Regions from separate parts of the Gossypium arboreum genome. Here all the other regions are linked to region 3. The links are chromatin contacts, called in public Hi-C maps. All regions are on one chromosome and are shown on one strand. The core of a region is the stretch at or near the end of the contact, and the rest is flanking DNA. Distances in the headings are between cores, read along the strand shown. Region 1 holds the start of LOC108464988 (E3 ubiquitin-protein ligase XBAT33-like). Region 2 has its middle 12 kb from the start of LOC128279690. Region 3 holds the start of LOC108489915 (leucine-rich repeat receptor protein kinase EMS1-like).

Evidence for each region. Hi-C and Micro-C count contacts between places; a contact is called where the count stands out from the background.
Region 1: a Hi-C map of leaf shows a contact between it and region 3, with 5 times the contacts expected there. The contact joins the promoter of LOC108464988 here to the promoter of LOC108489915 in region 3. A contact is called at or near these places in 2 of 5 Hi-C or Micro-C datasets (both in leaf).
Region 2: a contact with region 3 is called in a Hi-C map of leaf, with 2.9 times the contacts expected there. The contact joins the enhancer-like site here to the promoter of LOC108489915 in region 3. A contact is called at or near these places in 2 of 5 Hi-C or Micro-C datasets (both in leaf).

What each region holds. Positions count from the first base shown.
Region 1 is chr8:69,981,515-69,984,214 of ASM2569848v2, forward strand. LOC108464988 (E3 ubiquitin-protein ligase XBAT33-like) reads left to right here and starts at 1,258. Exons shown (of 12, transcript XM_017765286.2): 1 at 1,258-2,295. It overlaps LOC108464987 (protein ROOT PRIMORDIUM DEFECTIVE 1), which reads left to right. Exons shown (of 2, transcript XM_017765285.2): 1 at 1-704; 2 at 791-1,118. The coding sequence ends at 348.
Region 2 is chr8:70,273,197-70,276,137 of ASM2569848v2, forward strand. No RefSeq gene overlaps it. Among protein-coding and RNA genes, the nearest start is that of LOC128279690, 12 kb to the right of the region's middle. Within about 2 kb of position 1,540, at least 2 of the 2 cell types and tissues checked have an H3K27ac peak or open chromatin away from gene starts, as enhancers often do. A contact at or near this core is called in leaf, where this site is marked.
Region 3 is chr8:70,946,700-70,949,557 of ASM2569848v2, forward strand. It overlaps LOC108489915 (leucine-rich repeat receptor protein kinase EMS1-like), which reads left to right and starts at 1,333. Exons shown (of 1, transcript XM_017794657.2): 1 at 1,333-2,858. The coding sequence starts at 2,175.

The DNA.
Region 1 (2,700 bases), core at 8-2,507, 970 kb before region 3:
GGGAATTATGGGAAGCTTCATACAGTGTTTCTTAGGGAAGCTTATAGGAAGGGGGAGTTAACTGAGCCAAATGATTTGTATTTGGCGAGAAGGAAGTTGGGCGAGTTAGTTTTGCTAAGTTCTAGGAAGGCAATGGTGGATAAGGAACTGGTTAGCTATAGGAGGGATACGGAAGTTGATGACATAGTGTGTGTTAGACCAGACTATATGGAAACTGACTTGAAAGATTTTGGGGTTGAATATGAAATAGAGCACGATGAAGAAGGAAATGATAGTTTAGATTCTGATTTTGTTTCTGATGACATAGATGAGACTCAATATTTGGATGAAAAGGAGGATACCGTTTAAGTGAATGACAAGGCCTAAATTCTGTTAGTTATTGTCATTGTTAATTTTGAAACAGTGAACTTATAATTAGCCAGACTTTACAATGGAAGACCACTCTTTACATTCATTAACATTAAGAAGACATTTTGGATTAAGGATAGTTTTTTGGATCTGTAGAGTGCAATGGATTTCTTTGTTGTTGGTGGAAGTAGCATTTCTATGTTAATGGACTATTGAAGAAGCCGAAGGCATCTATTGTGCAATTCTTCTTGCCTGTGTTAGTCACCAATGCAAGATGTTGGTGGAAATTTCAGCAGGTAAATTGAAATAAGAAGCTCCGTGAAGATTTTGCACCATTAAGTTGCTACTGCTATAGTGTAAGTGCCACAAGTCTCTTATTTTTGCCCTCCCTTCCCTCCATCTGCGTTTTAATGTTCTGTTCACCCTTTCAAATTCTGTACAGGTGTTCTTTCTTTCTGTTTGGCAGGAAGAGAAACCAAGAAAAATATTGGTCAGGGTTAAGCAGATGGATGGATGGGTGTTCTACTACACAGGAAAGCAGGCCTTTGGCTTGAAGTAGGTGTCCCTGTTCCATGATAAAGCGTATTGGCTTTTTATTTACATTTTCCTGTCTAGAGTTCTTTTGCAGAGACTAGATAATAGTGAGTCATTACAAATGTAGAATAGGGTCTGATTAAATACTAGTATTTCTGCTGCAAATGACACATTATATCCTGTTCCTTGAGCGCTTAAGGTTTTAAGGAGATAAATATGGTGGTTTTTAAAGAAAACCGTTAGCTTAAAGTTTTATTTTATCATTTCTGGCAACCTTGGAATGAACTGCAAGAGGAATTGGCTTATCTGGTCAAACAAACTGGAATGCTTTCTTCTAATTAGCATCGTATAAAGTTTGCATATTCTCTAGTTAGAAGAATTTGTTTTTATCATACTAGTTTGGCTTTCAAGTTCTAAGCAAAATACAGTCCTGATGGAGTTTGTAGATGAAAGTTATATTGATTGGATTATATTGAGTCTTGATGAGATGAATGTAGAGATGCAAAAATTCTGTGGTTTGGTGAGTGGTAACAGCTCAAAGTATGATGCTGGGTAAGGAGTCTTCCAGTACCTATATCCTACTTCTTATGACATGAGGTTGATCATATTGTAGTATTAGTCTAGAAGAAATTAGGTACACAAGAAGTCTGACAGGGCTGCACGAGATTTTGGGATTTGAATTGAAGCTCAAATTCTAACAATGTCCACAAGTCACTAGGAGACCATATGGTGTTTCTTATAGACCTGGGATTTAATTCCTTGTGATAAAGGAAAATAGTTTTGTTTTACAGCACAACTTTTTTCCAGCCAAGTAATATGCAGGAGGAGAAAATTCTTGTTTTCCAATTCAGAAGATTCTTTTTATCACAGCTTATATAAAGCTGTTTTTTTTATTCCTCAATTGCTTTAGCATAACAAGTTAGTCCATATGAGTGGACCAGAAGATGATGTCTGCCAAAAGTCATGGGTCAGAAATTGGTTGGTTTGGTTTGAAAATCAAGAGCGAAAAATATCTTAAAAGCCAAACAAACTATAGTTTGTGTCACGTATGTGTCAAGTATTAGGTTTGAAATCTGGATGAGTCTTCATAATCCCACGTGTGAGCACTGAAAACAACAGACACCAACATAGTCTTTGATGAGTATAAACTTGATTCTTGAGAATTATGAATTGGATATTTCTTTGTATACAGTTGACACCAGACACACTCGGTCAGAACCCCTGGCCCTGTAACAAGGGTTGCCCTATCACAGGTAGAAGGCGTCAGCCTGGCCACTTTATTAATTTTTCAACTAATGGTTCTTAGCAGGTTGTGATTGTGATAACAATTTGGATGGCGAAAGCTTTTGTTGCTTTGCATTTGTGTTACGCAAGGCATAATTTTATACTCTGAAATAACAACACTGATTACAGGTTTGATTATTAACCCCCTTATTATTATTATTTTTCATTATCTTGGATAGTGATTTTGTTGTGAAAAACTTTAATAATTTATTGAAAATTTCATGTAACTGGATAATTAACTAAATATTAGGAATTATGGCTGAAAAGGAGCATTGTCATTTTGATTTGAATTTAATATCGAACAAGGGTTGTAGGGACATTTTATTTGAATAAATGTGCAATGCATCTTGTTCATTATTAATTTATCTTTTAATAAATTAGGAACCGACCATCTTTCATGTTTTCAAACGTGTCTTGGTCTACTATTTTTGTCTTTGTTTTACCGATTATCATGGGACATATTTAAATTAGTTATAACAAATTATCTTATACAATCGACGTATACTAATCAATGAAATCTGAAATTGACATTAC
Region 2 (2,941 bases), core at 290-2,789, 670 kb before region 3:
ATTTTCTTTATTTGATTCAATTTCTACAAATCATTAACATTGTTATCACAATAGCTACATTTTACATTTACATTTTGTATATCCAACATAAAATTAAATAGGTGCATTTATCTTTATAGATGTATACAATTAAATCAAAATTAAAATTTTAGATGTAAAATTGAACTAAAATTAAACATTCACATAGATATAATAGTGTTTTTTGTTTTATATTTCACTTTCTTTCAATTATGTGGTTTATAAAAAAAAATTAAACTAAATCAAAATGTATGTATGAAATTTTTTGAGTCAAAATAAATGTATAAATTTGAGATTTGAAAATTTTTTTAAGTTATTAATAAAATAAATTATTATAAATATTAAATTAAATAACTATTTCAACTAGGGATTTAAATTGCAGTCACGGCCGCGTTTTCGGTTGCGTTGCGTTTGTCGCGGTTGCGGACATAACGGATGCTATTGCGGTCACTTCGAATATCGCGGTCGTGAATTGTTTTAAAAATTCACACAACTTATTGTAAAACATAATAGCGGTTTCGACAATAACGGTTTCAGATAGTGCCGCTACAACTATATAGCGGCTGCTATAACGATATCGAACTGCTATTTAAATCCCTGATTTCAAACATATAATTTTATTCGGATTGGATTTCATTTTCGATAGTGGGATATATCAACTTTGTATGGATCCTTTCAATTGGCTCCTTTATCAGTATTGAAAGCCACTTTGCGATGGGTATGGATTTCTTTTTGCTCTTCTCGTCTTTGTTGTTTATGATATTAAGGTGTTGAAGTTTGTGTTTGATTCTTGAGGTTCACGCGTGAGTTTAGGTGTTATTTTAGGCTTTCCTTTTTCTGCATTGAACCTTGTTTTTTTTTTAGTTATATGTTAATTTTGTATTGTTCTGGTTTCTTAATAATATTATTGCTTAGTTAAAAAAAATTTAATTTGTTGAGTGTTTATTTTATTGTATCATTTAGAATTACTCATTCATATATATATATATATATATATATAAAAGGTACTAATTATTTATATAACATATTAAAAGTAATTAGGTATTATGTACCGTAATATGTTACCCCTTAGAAGTTACATATGTCTTAACTCTTCAAAAAATTATCAACAAGCAGGGTAAGAACATTCAAATAACAGACACTCATAATGGAAAGCTCGCCAGATTGATAATGGACAAACTTATATATAACGTTTTATACTATTTATATACCAAAATTCAAATATGAAATCACAGATTCGATTCTAACAGTTGAGCAAAGTACTTCAACTTTTGAATATTCAACTTTTGAATAAGTAATTTAATGCCAACGAATAATTGGAACTATTATAATGGAGCAGAGTGCTGTTAACTTTTAAAATTTTGATTTGAATCGGTGTATGGGAAATTAGTGGTACTACTTTTGTAGTCCAGAGCAGATGCATATGATCCAAAAGTTGGGTTCATAGTCAAGAATGTAGCCAATTAAAGGCCATGAAACGCCTTAGTTCCTATCCAATATAGCCTAGCAAGCCACACTCCTCTCCGACAATCAAATTCTGCTGCATTCAGTTATTGACCTGCATTTCTGCAATAATAGGCTTAGGACCACACGCTGACGTGGCTTTTTATCAATTAGAGTCGGGTTTTAAAAATGAATATTGTGAAGATTTCCATTCAGAAGGTCGAAACTTGCGTTTTGATGGCTTCAAATTTTAAGTTTTACTCTTTCAGTATTTTAAATAAAATTTGAATTTTTTATATAAATATTTTTAATTCCTTTCAAATTTATCTTCTAAAAGAATAAAATAATTTTGTTGGTGTAAATTTAAAAATTAGCAACCGATAAAAATCAATGATGATATTAAGAATTTCCGTTAAATAAATTTGATGTGACAATGAAGAAAAAAAAGAAAAATTGAAAACAAATAATTTAAAACAGGTGTGAACTATTTATTGGCTAAATCTTTTACCTAATTTCTTTCTAAAGAAAAGAAAAACAAACTTGAGTTCATGAAAAACTGAACATTATCGTTTTCTCAATCTATCTATCCATCAAATTAACTTTAATTTTTTTATTTTTCGTATAATAAGCTGTTAAAATTGTGGAAACCCTTGATTCATCAAAGTAATTAACACCTCATCAAAGCTTTGAATTCAATTTCATAGTGAATTCAATTTATTTCCCAATTAAATTATTTTTGTTCAGCTTCTTTATCATGATGATTAAGTATTTGTGTTTTCCACTCATATAGCCCAAGTTCAAGTCTTCTTCCATGTTTATTTGATTTTAAAAAATAAGTTTTAGTTGAGTAGTAAATTTAAAGTTTTACTAATTTAATTGTTGTGAGTTTAAATCTTACAATGTTCATATTTTCCAATTAAATGTAGTTGGAAAAATCCAAAACACCGTATGTCATCCACCATGATTTTATTGAATATCAACACCAACTTATTAAAATACATATTTTGTCCTTGTTTATTATTGTACAAAGTTACTTTTGTGTTTAGTCTTTAGGAGCTAAGTTTAACCTTAATCTTATGTTAATAGGGTAATGAATCCTGCATTGCCTAAGAACAAAAGGCAAAGGGATAAAGGCAAATGGATTATAAGTCTATATAAAGACCATATCCTACATTGTTTACTGATTTGCTATATTTATATACATCAAATTAAGCTCTTTAAACCCTTAAAGAGCCTTTTCTGGAGTATTTTGTAGTGTTTTTTATCGCTTTTTTGCACTTGTTAGGTTTCATATTTAATCTTAGTTTCTATAGCGTTTTATTCTATTTTTTGTTTTTGAGAATAAAATGGCAAGTTTGTATCATTCAGAACTTAATCTTTGAGCTGAGCTTGTTTTAGGCGCTTGGTTGATTCAAAAATGAGGAGAAAACCCAAACTAGAACCAAAGTCATGATGCCAATATGTCGAGGTCGCGACACTA
Region 3 (2,858 bases), core at 83-2,582:
TTGGGTAAATGACCATCGGAGGAAAGCGCGTCTAGATGAGTGCGTTTTCACACACTCTCTCTAAAATTGACCTATTTCTCTAATTCTTCAAAAAAATGACCTACATGGCCAATTAACAAAAAAAAAAGGCATATTTAGACAACTTAGCTTTCTTTCTTTTTTAGTTTTTCAAAATTCTAATTTTTTATAATTTTAGATAAAAGATTTATAATTTTTTTGTGATTTTTTTATGTTTTTAAACAATTTTAAGAAAATTACTAGATTTCACCATATAGCACAACCTTATGTACCACATGGCGAAGTTAACAGTGTTTATATAGAAATTGACTTTTGAAGGGCTTAATTGATTGTCTATATAGAATAAGAATTCAATTGAGTGTTACTCTTAATTGAGAGCTCAATTGATTATTGAATAATGTTATAGATATTTTTTATATAATAAGCATAAAAAATAAAATATGTACTATTATTTAATATTTATATGTTTTTATAATTAAATTTAAATAAAAATATTTTTAAAAAATATTTTCTCTCTTTCCTATAAACAAAAACTGTTTGTCGGGGTGGCCAGATTTTGCGAACCAGCCGATCCATGTATTGCTCTAAGTGGGACCGAAGGGACAACTCAGCCTACATCAGGTTCTCATGTCCTTACAAACAACTCAAAACAGACACCTCCCCTATAAGATACACTCCTTTTTTCTATGCAAATTAAGAGAGCCCTTATGCCTTGTCCTTTTGCACATCCCAAACCATTTATTCCTGTAAAATATAAAATTAAGGCAATTACTAATATTTGTTCAAAAAAATATAAATAAAATTAAGGCAATTATTAGTTATAATTTCGACCAAAAATAATCTTCAGGTTTAAAACTAATTCATTATTGAAAAAATATATTAAATTTTAAAATTTTAGAATCAAATATTATTTTATTAATACCTAATAGGTCCTATTCTCTAACATGAATTTAAGAGTGTGAAGGGGCAATAAGGTCAATTGGAATAATGCACCTGACCGAAATTAGCATCTGGACCGTCTCATCGGAAGGAAATGTAGGGGTCCATAATTTTAAGGGACCACTCCCTCTCACTCTCACATAATAATGCGTCCAAAATTTTCATCTGATAACTGACCTGCATCACAAAAATACAAAACCAGGATGGATCTGTAGAAATTTTTATTTGGGTGAAGTTGATTTTTTTTTTTAAGTCTTAAATAGCGATTTAACCATAATAATAATAATAATAATAATAATAATAATTTGTCTGCCAATGAAATTAAAGCACTGGTTTCTGTAAGTTCTTGTTCCCAATGCCATGCTCCGCAATCTTCACCTCTTCAGTTTAGTCCAGTTCTTTTACTCTGTTGCTTCATTTTTGGGGGGTTGATAATTGAGATTCCATTATAAAGCAATCTGTTCTGACTACTGAAAATCTCAAGATGAAGGGCGACGACACACATTTCACGCTTACAAACAACCACATCGTTTACTACACCTTTTTCACTAAATTTCTATCTCTTCCATCTTTCAATAATTTCCCCAAATCTTTGAGTATCAGAGATTCGGCAGAAAATTGTACAGTGCACCTACAGCTGCACTGAAGAAGCAAATTTGGGTTGGGGCACTTTTATTTAAATAAAACGTATTTCTTCTAACAACCCAAGGAAATGAACAAAAGGGTATCTCAGCTTTTAGGCCTTAAACCACAATCATCCATAGTGTGCTAATTTTATCAAAGCGAAAATTAAAGAAAAGAGACAAGAGCCGGATTCTCTGAAGTAGGGGCCCTTTATAGCTCGTTTGTTTAATATACAAATCAAAAGATTTTTGTTCCTATCGTATAATAATTCCAAACCAAAGATTCAGCCTCAGGGGTACTTGTAATATATGATCAATCAAAACTCATGTGGGATTTTTCTCTCAATAAAAAGATATATATATATATATATATATTAAAGGAAACACGATTGAGATTTGAGGATTGCAGTTACAAAAGCTCCAGTCACGTGAGCTACGTTGGCTATGGTGTCTTCTTCTTTAAAGTTCACCCAAACCTTTCTTCGGAATTTACTCCCCTTGCCTATGGCCATTATCATCCTTCCATTTTTATCTTTTATCTCTTCTCTTCTTTCCCATCTTCCCCTGTAAATATTACTGTTTCTTCTTTTGGCTATGGAGTTTAAGCTTTTGTTTCACTTCCTCTGTTTCCTTCATTTGTTGTTATCGATATCAGGGGCAACGATAGAGCAAGCGGACGGAAACCCAGACAGGGAAGCTCTGGTTTCCTTCAAAAGAGGGCTTCAAAACCCTCATTTTCTATCATCATGGAACCAAAAAATTCATTTCTGCAAGTGGGATGGTGTCACTTGTCGGCTCGGCCGAGTCATCTCGCTTTCTCTTCCATCTCGGTCCTTGACAGGTTCTCTCTCTCCGTCCCTTTCGTCCCTCTCAAACCTCACCCTCCTAGACCTGTCCTCTAACTCCTTCTTTGGCCAAATTCCGACTGAGTTGGCCGAGTTGACTCTCCTCAAGACCCTCAAACTCGGGTCTAACTCTTTCACCGGAAACATCCCTTCCGAGCTGGGCAGCCTGAATGCACTTCGGACGCTAGAACTTTCCACCAATGCACTCACTGGCACAGTGCCGGCTAAGCTTGGACAGTTAACTCAGCTACAGTTCTTGGACCTGGCTAACAATTTCCTTTCAGGTTCTTTCCCTTCAACACTCTTTGAAAACCTTCAGTCTTTAACCTCTCTGGATATTTCCAACAATTCTTTCTCTGGTAATATCCCGCCTGAAATTGGTGAGCTAAAAAACCTGACCGCTCTTTACATTGGAATCAACCAATTTACAGGG